Regions from separate parts of the Danio rerio genome. Here region 1 is linked to region 2. A link is a contact called in public HiChIP or PLAC-seq data. All regions are on one chromosome and are shown on one strand. The core of a region is the stretch at or near the end of the contact, and the rest is flanking DNA. Distances in the headings are between cores, read along the strand shown. Region 1 holds the start of atp8a2 (ATPase phospholipid transporting 8A2). Region 2 holds the start of spice1 (spindle and centriole associated protein 1).

Evidence for each region. HiChIP or PLAC-seq counts read pairs in DNA pulled down with a chosen protein or histone mark.
Region 1: an H3K4me3 HiChIP or PLAC-seq map of gastrula embryo shows a contact between it and region 2, with 4 times the contacts expected there. The contact joins the promoter of atp8a2 here to the promoter of spice1 in region 2. A contact is called at or near these places in 4 of 18 Hi-C or Micro-C datasets (caudal fin, embryo, hematopoietic stem cells and 1 more) and 2 of 4 datasets of contacts at active chromatin or transcription factors (embryo and gastrula embryo).

Annotation. Positions count from the first base shown.
Region 1 is chr24:25,374,665-25,380,830 of GRCz12tu, forward strand. atp8a2 (ATPase phospholipid transporting 8A2) reads right to left here and starts at 4,873. Exons shown (of 37, transcript XR_012399299.1): 1 at 4,689-4,873.
Region 2 is chr24:25,219,836-25,226,307 of GRCz12tu, forward strand. spice1 (spindle and centriole associated protein 1) reads right to left here and starts at 4,688. Exons shown (of 18, transcript NM_001008636.1): 1 at 4,653-4,688; 2 at 4,035-4,151; 3 at 3,901-3,948; 4 at 3,681-3,827; 5 at 1,519-1,621; 6 at 1,315-1,433; 7 at 1,156-1,238; 8 at 963-1,069; 9 at 749-868. The coding sequence starts at 4,127.

The DNA.
Region 1 (6,166 bases), core at 3,623-6,122, 160 kb after region 2:
GGACGTAGGAGTGCGCTTTCCCCGCCCACTGAATTGATTGATAGATGTGTATTACCATGTCTCCATATTAAAACATTTAATCATATTAACAAGACAGGACGTGCGCAAAGCAACCGGGAATAAAAGATCTGTTCAGCTCTCTGTGATCATCAATCATCATTAAATGTGATCAAGAAAAGGTTTTACAAGTTTAACATATTTTTTAAAACAGTGCATGTTTGTAATTAAGACAGTAAAATTGCTGTAAATCCTCACCACAGACGCGTCTCAGTACAATTATAAAAGAAGATGCTTCAATCCCGGTTTGTGGACATTAAATCAGGTTTATTTTGTACAGTAACATAACGGATGTCCATACAGCAGTGGATATAAACGTGTATCCTGTCACATATGCCCTGTAAAACAGTGCAAAGTTAAACATATGTATGCAAGTGTGTGAGCGCGCAAACTTTGTAACGACATTGTGTGTGACTCATTGTTGCAGAATGGCTTGAATTAACTTCACGGTAGTAAGGGAGGTCTGCTTCGTTCTTGTCTGTCACTGTGCCGTTTGTCTATGTGAAGGCTACAGCTCTGACACGCATGTGGGAACAGTGAGCGGGGAGGATCAGCTCATGCATTAAAGGCACAGGCAAAAAAACAGCTACAAAGTCAGAGCAGCTCAAATTTCCCAGATTTAAAAAAGGTATAATAAATAGTCTGATGGCTGTTTTGAGCTAAAACTTTACAGACACACTATGGAGACACAAAAGACTTATATTAAATCTTAAAAAGGGGTAAATAGGCACCCTTTAATGTATAGATGTAAACAACAGCAAAAAAAAACTTATATAATTTGTATGAGCAAATGTATATATGTTTTTCCAATTACTCTATAAATTGTTGTGGTCCAGGCTTAGTAAATAGGAAATACAGACCCCAAATGCAGGCTCCAAATAGTAAATAAATATAGTTTAAGTGCTAAATAACAGCATATTTTCGGTTATGTGTGAACTATCCCTTTAAAGGTAACCTATTATGCAAAAATCACTTTTATAAAGGGTTTAAACAAAGTTCTGTGACAACAGAATGTGAATATAAGCAGCCTCTATTGGTAAAATCTAATTAATTATATATTTTTGTAAACACCCTTAATAAAAACAGTCTGCAGAATCACTTTAATTGACATTTTCCCTTTGTAGGAGTCATCAGAGGGGAAAACTCCCACCCATTAGTGATGATCTCTCCCTCATTAGCATAAACAGCCCTAAGTGTGAAGCAGCCGTTCGCCATTAGAGTTTTCAGGCTTTACATCCTGAAGATAATGTCACTGACAAAGAGGCATTTTAAATGTCTAGTTTTAGGATCCACAAATGACAAATATAGTCTCTATAGACGGCCATCTTCTGAGCCATTTCTGTTTTTCACAGACATAACTTTAGTCCTGTTTTGAATCTGCCGCTATGCTGATGCATAGGCATTTGTAGCTCCGCCCTCTATTAAAAAGAGCTCAATCACATTTGAATTTAAAGCGACAGTTGCCAAAACAGAACAATTTGTATGAAAGCCTAAAAAGGGGAGTTGATACCCCACACATAATGTTATTATAAGGGGACATCAGAGATATATTCTTGTAAAAAGGGGCATAATAAGTCCCCTTTAAAGACTAAAGATGTCCATTAAATCTCAACTTTCTTGAATGTTTAAGACAAACCCAGAATCACGTTACAAAGAATTTACAAATGAGTTTAGCGACAGTATGGCCCCTGCATGTTAATTCTGGAACATGCTGGTTTAGAGCAGGCTAAACAAACGTCCAGTGTAATCCACAATGCATATGTGTCAGTCTGTCAAAAAGACTCATCACCCAACAAAGCCCTGCCGAATAAACACGTGCTGGCACAGAACTGCTGCCAGAACAATCTGCAATCTCTCAATCCTGCCCCCAGCAGCGTTCTGTTCTGTTCTCGAGAGCATGTTCTCGTGATGTGCTCTTGGCTCCTGTGCATTAAGTAAACCTGACTGAATGTATTTATTGCTGTCTGGAGAAAGATGCAGAAGCTTTTACTTTGATTTGTAATAATAATAATTGTTTCAGTGGCTCATTTCCATTCACATCAGAGCCTTAAAAAGACTGCAGTGATACAGATATTTTCTTTCTTTTTTGAAGACTTTCTTGAATGTAAGCCTTTATTGTATGCATCTAGAAATTAGTCTTCTTGAATAAAATAGATCTTATTGCTAAAATTACAAAAATGCTCAACAATAACTAAAAATGGCATATATTTGAAAAGCAATACTTCTTTAAAAAAAAAAAAAATCGACATTCTTGCTTAAAAGAAAAACTATTATTATACATAAAACCCCACGTTGCAGGCATTTAAAGCAGTTTTTGCATAAAATAGACCCAATAAATAAAATAAAATACTTTTATAAAGAACAATACAATTTCTTTATTGTAACAGTGTCTTTTAAAAACAATGCTTTCTTGCTTAAATTCAATCTTATTGCTATAAAAGGTTTTGTTTAATGTATTTTAGTAGGAATTTGTTTTACATTAATTTTTGTAAAGAGATGTTAAATATGACTTAATGAAACTGAGTAAGCATGTGAAGTATATTTAATAATGATTCAAATATTACAATAAACCAAAAGATAAAAAAAAATATATATATATATATATAACCAATTATAAATAAATATATAACTGGTTTTCAAACAGAGAACCATGGAATGTTTAAAGGAAAATCGAATTAAATAATATATTAAACTAAATTCATGTTACATAAAATTGTCATTCATTAATTTTCTTTTCGGCTTAGTCCCTTTATTAATCAGGGGTCGCCACAGCGGAATGAACCGCCAACTTATTCAGCATATGTTTTACTCAGCGGATGCCCTTCTAGCTGGAACCCATTACTGGGAAACACCCATACACACATACACCACAGACAATTTAGCATATACCCAATTCACCTATAGTGCATGTCTTTGGACTTGTGGGGGAAACCAGAGCACCTGGAAGAAACCCATGTGAACACACAGACTAACACACAGAAATGCCAACTGACCCAACCGAGGCTCGAACCAGCGACCTTCTTGCTGTGAGGCGGCAGCGATACCCACTGCACCATTGTGCGGCCTACATAAAATTGTTACACTGAATTAATATGAAATATTACAGTAAATACATGATTAAATGATTTAAAAAAAAACTTTCAAACAATGCAATGGTAATTATATTATCTCTGATTATTAGAATAAAAAAATACATTAAACAAATATGATTAAATTAAATGAAGACATATTAATTAAACATATTCAATATGTAATTAAATGTCCCCAAATAAATGTACTTTCTAAAAATTAAAGTAGAAAGTCTGTCATTGTGGTACTGCATTTTCAAAAGGAATTTGTTTTACCTTTTAATGTACTATGAATTACACATTCTAACTTTATAGGTATTAATGTGTAACTTTAAGGTGCACATGTGGAACTGTGAGGTAAAAGTTTCCCTATATTAGTATAAGGTACCACCCCAATGACAAGTATTGTACCCCACCTTTAATTGTGTTTTCTTTTTTAATTATTTCCCAAATTATGTTTAACTGAGCAAGGAAATTTTCACAGTATGTCTGATAATATTTTTTCTTCTAGAGAAAGTCTAATTTGTTTTATTTTGGCTAGAATAAAAGCAGTTTTTTTTTTTTAATTTAAAGTCAACATTATTAGCCGCTTTGAGCTTTTTTTCCCATAGTCTACAGAACAAACCATCGTTATACAATAAATTGAATAATTAGTCCAACCTGCCTAGTTAAACTAATTAGTTATGCATTTAAATGTCACTTTAAGCTGTATAGAAGTGTCTTGAAAAATATCTAGTCAAATATTATGTACTGTCATCATGGCAAAGATAAAATACTTCAGTTATTAGAAATGAGTTATTAAAACTATTATGTTTAGAAATGTGTTGAAAAAATATCTGTTAAACAGAAATTAATGAAAAAAACATGGGGCTAATAAGGCACGGGGGGGGGGGGGGGATAATTCTGACTTCTGACTTAAACACAGTAAATTGCAACTTTGTACAGCAAAACTATGTAATTGCACATTTTTACATTTTATGATTGAGGTCCTGATCTCATTAGGGGTTTGTGGCATCTAAAAGATTGTCAACCCCTCAGCTACATGTCAGCATCTAATTGAAAATACGTTGTCTTATTTCTTTCCTAATTATAAAGTAATTAATAAAAAGGTTGACATTAAACCAGAGGCACATGCCCTCAACAGGTGATGCAGACCTGTCTATGAGCTTAGAAAGTCAGAGCGCTTTAAACAGTCACGTGACGAGCTAAACACCCCACTGAGGGAGTTTCTCTCTCAAACGTCAATGCAGATCTGGATAAGATTAATTGTTGCCGCATCACGCTTTATCTCAGAAGAACACTTGACCCTAATTTATCACTGAAAGCAAAACGTCACCCTGGTGACCCGTGTGTTTACACTGCGAAAACCACAGGTCACCCACAACAAGAGCAGGTGCAGGACGACTGATGCTGACCAATCACAGCATCTAAAACCCGTCTCTAATATGTCATAATAATGAATAATACTCTAATAAAATGAGCATCCGAATGACCAGCGGCACAGAAGAAAACGCAGGCGTCAACACATCCACCGTCCCCCGTCGGCAGATTATGTCATCTTACCTCCCTCGCTGTGGATCTTCTTCGAGCGTCGGTTGAAATACATTGTGCGCGGCGATGTGGAGCTTCCAGCAGCGCGGGCGAGCTGTGGGCATACTCGCGCTTCAGCGGGGGTTTGCGGGCCACAGGCGCAGGGATGCGGTGTTTGATGGAGGCAACATAGTTCCTATTGATGATGGGTCACCCTCAGGCGCGCGCACTGGCCCGGGCACGCGCTTCTGCCATCCTGGTGATCCGTCGCATTATTGCTCGTGCAAACGCACAGGCGAATCCGCGCGCGTTCCGTCATCAGAGGCAGACCCCGCCTGGACTTTCTCTGAATGCCAATACGCCCTCATATGGTATGGATGGACCTCAATGGACTCCTTCTGGTATTTATTTGTGTAATTATTACTGTGGGTAAAATTGAATACACTGCAAAAAATGCAGGGTTCCACACAATTGATTTGTGTTGGGTCAACATGAATGAATTATTAAAACTTGTTAGTTTTTACAAATTTAAGTGGATTGAACATAAAGCAATTGAGTTGTCTCAAAACAACCTAATGAATTGTGTTGTTTCAGCTCATTTTAAATAAGTTGTTTAAACAAACAGCATTTTTTTAGTGTAGGCTTAATTGAAAATATCAATTAAATGTTTAAGCGTATTTATTTGGGCTATTTTGTTATTGTTATTTATGAATTTGACATTTTAAAGTATTTTATTGGTTCGGTATTCAATCAGATTTTATAATTAACAATGTTTAGGTCCCACCTTTGGCACCATGTTGGTTCAGGGTTAAAAGTGGCATTCATAAGTATTTAACTATGTATTTAATGTTTAAACTTAAGAATTTACAGCTATGGAAAATGGGTTTTTCTGAATTGATGATTTATAGTTAGGTGTTTGATTAAAACACCTGGTACATTTAATTCTAAAAAAGCCGTTGACATTGATGCAAATTTTAAAAAAACCAAAACAATCCAAATAAATAAACTAAAATAAATATAATAGTTATGTGTAATAACAATGGAACGACACATGGAGAAAGTACTGAACTATTTAAATGCATTTAATATTTTGTATAATGGACTATTTTGTCTTATCTGTTGCTCAGGTGTGATTTTTTGCCAAGACTCCAAAAGTCTTGGAAAGATTTAATTTGGGCTTTCCGTGCCTTTTTACGCCTCCCTTTCTGCATGTGTTTATTATGTTTTCCCTCTCTCATTTCAAGTAATTACACATAACTTAATTTCTTAAGTAATTAGTTTTGGTTTCTTTTCATTTGTGGATAACTTTGGTTGTTGCTGACATCTGGTGAAAATTTCAAAGAAATACAGAATAAATAAGAATTATTAAACTCCCTGAATTATTAGCACCCGTTTATTTTTTCCCCCAATTTCTGTTTTCTAAACATATTAGTTTTAATAACTCATTTCTAATAACTGATTTATTTTATCTTTGTCATGATGACAGTAAATAATATTTGACTAGATATTGT
Region 2 (6,472 bases), core at 3,438-5,937:
TCATTGTTATAGTTATCTTTATAGTTATATTTTGCTTGGTGTGAGTGGTCCTAAAATCATTGAAATATATAAATTCCAGAAATATTATTTAAATATTTCCCAAGTGCTGCTTAACAGAGATTTTTTTTTCCAACACATTTTTAAAAACTTGTAATTAATTTATTATGGGTTTAAATTAGTTATTCCAGAAATGTTTGAAAAATGCAAACATTGGTCCTGAAACTTCATATGTTTCTCAAAATCAAATTAGATGACTCTTTCAATCATAATTTTAGGTTTTCAGTCTCAGCGATGACTTCTGAATAACTAAGAGGAGATCTGGGTGGCCTTTGCATCAGTGCTTGCTCAGCACAATATTGTTACCCAACCATACCATACCTAACCATACCCCACTTTGATCTCAGGGTGGCTAAGAATTATTCTTGGACAAAAATAAAGCCTAACACAAAAAACCAGAAGGGAAATTCTTTTTCTTTTTAAAAGCTGTAACAATGTATTACTTACTTTTAATGATACACAAAAACTGGAGGATGATTTTGAAAAGGTATAATTTTCTTCTTCCCAACCTTTATACTTATAAATTATTGTATTTGTTATTTTGTATTTTTCTCTTTTTTCTACATACATTTATTTATTTATTTTATTTAAAATGTATAATTGAACCTTTCTCCCATATCTTTTTGTTTTAGCAGGGGATGGGGTGGGGTCTATAAAATTATATTTTTTTTAAATAAAAAAACCTAGTTACCGTGTTGAGAGGAAGCAGGCTCTGGGTTTAGAAACTGATCAACAAATGAGGTAGACTGGTTAACACCCGGATGAGTCTGTCTAGATTTGAGCTGTTCTACAGCCACTGTAGCATTGAGGGCTAGAAAAGAAAAAAAGAAAAGAAAAAAATATACATATAATATTGATTTCTTGTTTAACTTGCATTAAGATAAATACACTGATGTCTTCATTACCTGCGTAGTCTTCTCTGACTCCTGTAGTGCATGGTTTCTGGGGTAGATCTTGCTCATGATTATCTGAGCCTCTTGGAAAAGACTTTGGCCTACATTTATTTCTTTTCCTGAAGACAAACATTTTAAAACAACACCATCAAAATTCATTACAAATTGTGTGCAGTGCAGAGAAGAAATGAAGAGTCTTTCATACCTGTGCATCACAGATTTGAGGTGCACAGAAGCATCCTGGACTTCATCACATTCTTCTTCATGCTCCTCCAACTCATTGAGGGCCTACAAATTAGGCTTCATTATTTGAGAATTGTTTTTAACAGGGTGAAAAATGTAGATGGTACTAGTGTGGCCATACCTGCTGATCCATCATAGACTGGCTGAGCAATGACAGCTGTGTTGGAGGATCAAGTTTTTGATGAACAGGAAGCTCAGAGTCAGAGTCACAGTCAGGTGCCACGGTAATGCTGGGGAATCCTATAACACACTCTTAACTTATGAGCTTGCACAAGAACATAATACATTTTTGCATGCTTGTTTCTACAACACAATAATTGACTACCTGTGCGTCTACGAGGTGCATCGCCAAAAAGGTCTTTCACTACAGCCAAAGCTCTGTCTGATCGCGCAATGACATCCTGCAGCTGACAGTGATCTGAAAACACCTGAACAAACAGATGATGTTAGTAAGACTCTCCAGATCCTCCTAAACTCTGCGAACCCAGTACCGGGTCCCTGACGTCACTTACTTCCACATTTTTTACATTTTAAAAGGTCCGTACTGGCTCAATACCCCATAAGTGTTTCCATTCTCTCATCAGTTGAAATAAAATAACATTTAGCATAGATTATGATAAAGACATTTTTCTTTTTTTCCTAAGATTACTGACATGTGCAGGAATCACCTAAATTAATTACTGCAACCTGGACCACACAGAACCTAAAAAGGTACACATTTAAATTTTAGTTTACAAAAAAACAAAAAAAACAAAGCGCCTCTTTTTTTGGAGGGTTTTATTATAAAACAGACAACATATACAACAATTTTAATCACTTTCAACAGTGTTTTATGACAATTTTAAGGTTGTTTTTTTTATAATACCAAACTTTTGCATTTACATCTCTGCATGTGCATTTGGAAAGCTTTTGAATTTGTGTAGGTAAAATCCAGGCGGAAACCCCAAAATAGCACTTGTATTAATTAATAGTCAGATAATGTGTACTTTTGACATGAACAATATATATATATATATATATATATATATATATATATATATATATATATATATATATATATATATATATATATACACACACACACACACACACACACACACAACAGTTCTGTCTGGTTCTCAAATCTGATTGGCTGACAGCCGTGTGATATTCTACAATATCAGAACTCCTACAGTGCCCCGGTCAGATTACACGATTTTTTTTTTTTACGAAAGCCACTATGTCAGATTGTGCGATTTTTTTTCTTGTTAAAATCGTGACGTGTCGTGGGTAGCAAATGTGCCAGACTACACGTTCCTTCATGATCAGTCATCCTGTGACGTCTACGACGAGTGTTATTTCCCAAAGCAGTCACATAGGTTGCTATAACAATATTTTTTTTTATCTTATTTTTAATATGTTTGTTTTTTTAATCTTATCTCAATGAGCACTGATGCTTGCAGACAATTAATAACTACGTTAAATTTTATAAGGGCGCTCATTAGGATAGGATCAAACTTATAATTCCTATATTTTATATAAAAAAAAGTATATATATATATATATATATATATATATATATATATATATATATATATATATATATGCGCTTATAGCCTATTCCTCGCTCAATATATATGTTTTATTTTTATATAAAATATAGGAGTTATAAGTTTGATCCTATCTTAATGAACGCCCTTAAATGTAACCAATTATGATACAGTGATGATGATCCTGCCAGCTTTAGTTATACAGGGTTTCTGCAGGTTAAATTTAAGACTTTTTAGGACAATTTTAAGACCATCATGAATGAAGTTTTAGACCCATAAAGGGCTAAACGCTAAGGAATTTTTCAAATGGGCAAGATGGAAAATATTTTTATTTGCCCTACCAAAAAAATTATATAATTGAAAACATGTATTAATAAAACAACACATTAATCATAAAAAATAAAAATATTTAGCATTTTGTTTCTAAACTAAATATTTTAAATATTGTTTAAAAACAAGCAAGATCTACTTGTATCCATACACTTTTTTTCCAACATAAACATTCTTTTAAATAATTTTTAAAAAATGAACATATGTTTTAAAAGTTTTTAAAACTATGGTAAACTAAATCTATGCACAACTATCTGTCCAGGTCGGTGTCCTTAGCAGTAAATACACGGAGAACTTTTAAACAAATGTTACTGCAAGTAAAATAAATAAACCATTATGATAGAGTAAAAACATTACCTTTTTAAATAAAAAGTTTAAATTTTTATTGGGATGATTGCTGGTGATTGTATGTTTTTTTGTTGTTGCCAAATTTGGTAAAAATACATGAACAGAGAAAAATTAAAACATGTTTAAAAAAAGATGTAAGATCAACAACACAATATTTCGGTAAATTTGAGACTTTTTAAGGCCTAAAATTTGGATTTTGAGATTTAACACTTTTAAAGACCCTGCAGAAACCCTGTTATAACAAGCCTAATTTTGTAGGGCAAATGCAATCCTTACTCACCTCTCTGATGATGTCTCGCCTGGCTCTATCAAGTCCTGGAGGACTCAGGGGCTGGTTCTTCCTCCGTCTACGTGTTAGAGTCTTTTCTTTTAATTCCCACTGTGCAACAACTCTGTTCTGAGACCTGTGCATCTCATGACGTCGAGCCTGAAAGCAGATCAATACCTGGCTAAAAATACACTATGGCCAAATACATGAAAAAAATATATAAACATCTTACCAGCTCCTCTGGTGTGGCTTTGTGCACTGAAAGATCATTGACTGTGCTCTAAAGAATAAAATAAAATAGAAATGATGAGGCACTACTTGTAGAAATGAATTTAACTTATACAGTTTATCACATTCTTTACTTACCACCCATTCTTTCTTTGGTGCAGACACTTTTCTGGTTCGTATGGGTCTTTTACCAGCACAATAGAAAGGACGGTTTATGCGCACTAAAGACATCTCAGTAACAGACAGGGGTATCACCTAGAAAAAAACAAAAACAATACAATTATGGGCAAAGAATGGAACATTCTGATCAAACAATAAACTTTGCATTTGAAGACTAATAGCTTTCTGTGCAGAACACAAGTTTACGGTACAAGTAAGCAAAAAAAACATTACTGCAACGTTAGTTAAACTATAGTAAACACAATTTACCCAATGTTTTTCTTACATTTCACTAACGTTATAGTAGTAAACTAGTTATACAACTGGTAATCAATGTGACAAATAACATGTTTAGTTATAATGCAATCATGGTTATTTTTGTAATAGTTTATTTAGCATGATATCTGTTACATGCTAAATTCAAGTCAAAAGCTATAGATTATGATCGGTACATTAATTAAGCTCAGCCTGGCTAACTGTTAGCTTATCGTGTTATTCACAATAACTGACAGAAACTGAGACTGTACTGATGATAAACATATATATATTCTTACTTTAAATGAAAATGACAGGAAAAACAATAGAGTGAGACTTTACCGTTTGTTTTTGTTTGTGCTGTTAGTAACAGGAGGAAGCGAAGCGTTGATCTGGACAAGTTTAAAAGCACCGCTACAATGGACTAGAGTTCAAAATAAAAGTCCGCACCTTTGGTGGTTACGTTTGTCAATTATGATTCTCATTATCTCATTATATATATATATATATATATATATATATATATATATATATATATATATATATATATATATATATATATATATATATATATATATATATATATATTTAACTAACTATATATATATAACTAAAAGTTACGTCGTTTCCATTGAGTTCACCACATTTCTGCAAGATTTCCAACCATGCGCTCTTCGGTTGTCTTGTGTACAATCGAAGATACACACATCACACTCTGAATAATATATATCATATATATATATATATATTATATAATATATATTATTATATTAAGCTAAATAAAGTTTTGCTAAATTATCTTTTTATGTTTTTGTTTTTTTTTAAATAACGTACTTGTCCACAAAAAAAAAACAAAAAACATAAAAAGATAATTTAGCAAAACTTTATTTAGCATATTTCCAAATATTTAAAAAAAAAAAAAAAAAAAAAAAAATATATATATATATATATATATATATATATATATATATATACAAAACAATATATATATATATATATATATATATATATATATATATATATATATTTTTTTTTTTTTAAATATTTGGAAATATGCTAAATAAAGTTTTGCTAAATTATCTTTTTATGTTTTTTGTTTTTTTTAAATAACGTACTTGTCCACAAACAATAAAAGACAAAATCATTCCGTAATAATCCACCAGAGAGCGCTGTCGAACTAAAAGTTACGTCGTTTCCATTGAGTTCACCACATTTCTGCAAGATTTCCAACCATGCGCTCTTCAGTTGTCTTGTGTACAATCGAAGATACTCACATCACAGTCTGAATAAAGCGCTTTTACTGCAAGTTTTTAATTGATGATAAAGCATGTTATATTATTCAATATGATACTGACACAAAGCTAAAAGGGCATCGTTATTGTTATCATTTATTTTATGACGTTTGTCAATTTCCACGTGTGTTATTATATTAATAAAATAAAAATTGTTCTATTTGTTGTAATTTTTTTCATTATACAATATCTATAATTAATAATATTATTATTTGTGATAGCTCATAAAAAACCTCCATTATGTCTGTTTGCTGTTTAAAGTGTCCTGTTTTTATTCAACCCTTTAGTTTGATTATTGTACAAAACCTTAACCAAGTTTAATAGCTGACATTTTATTTCTCAGTTTGCGGTTGATAGTGGCCGATTAATAAGCTATAACATTTTTAATATACAGACCTATAATATTTGAGTGTGGCATGTTTATTTTATATACAGTGTTTCGCAAATATAAGTACACCCCCACAAATCTATCTTTTAAATTCATTTTTTTATATGAAGCTATAATATTATATTTGTGCATATACATTAGATTAGTCAGCACTGAAGCCAAATCTGGAGCTTATGTAACAAAAAAACTTACGACAACGGTAAAAAAAACTAGTAAACCCATAGTTAGGCCTATATGTTGTGGAAAAATATTAAATATAGGAAAAGTCAAGAGAAGCAAAAAGCAAAAAAATATATAAACAATTTTGTTGAAATGTTATTGTTGTATTTTTTTATATATTTAGCTTGGATTTAATTGTATCATCTTTCATTTCTAAATATGTTTGGTGACTAAAATATTATTTGAATAAATATCCGTTTAATCTGTCGTTTAAATGCACCAAAAATACATTGAGAAATTGATAAAATATTCATTTTTAAAAT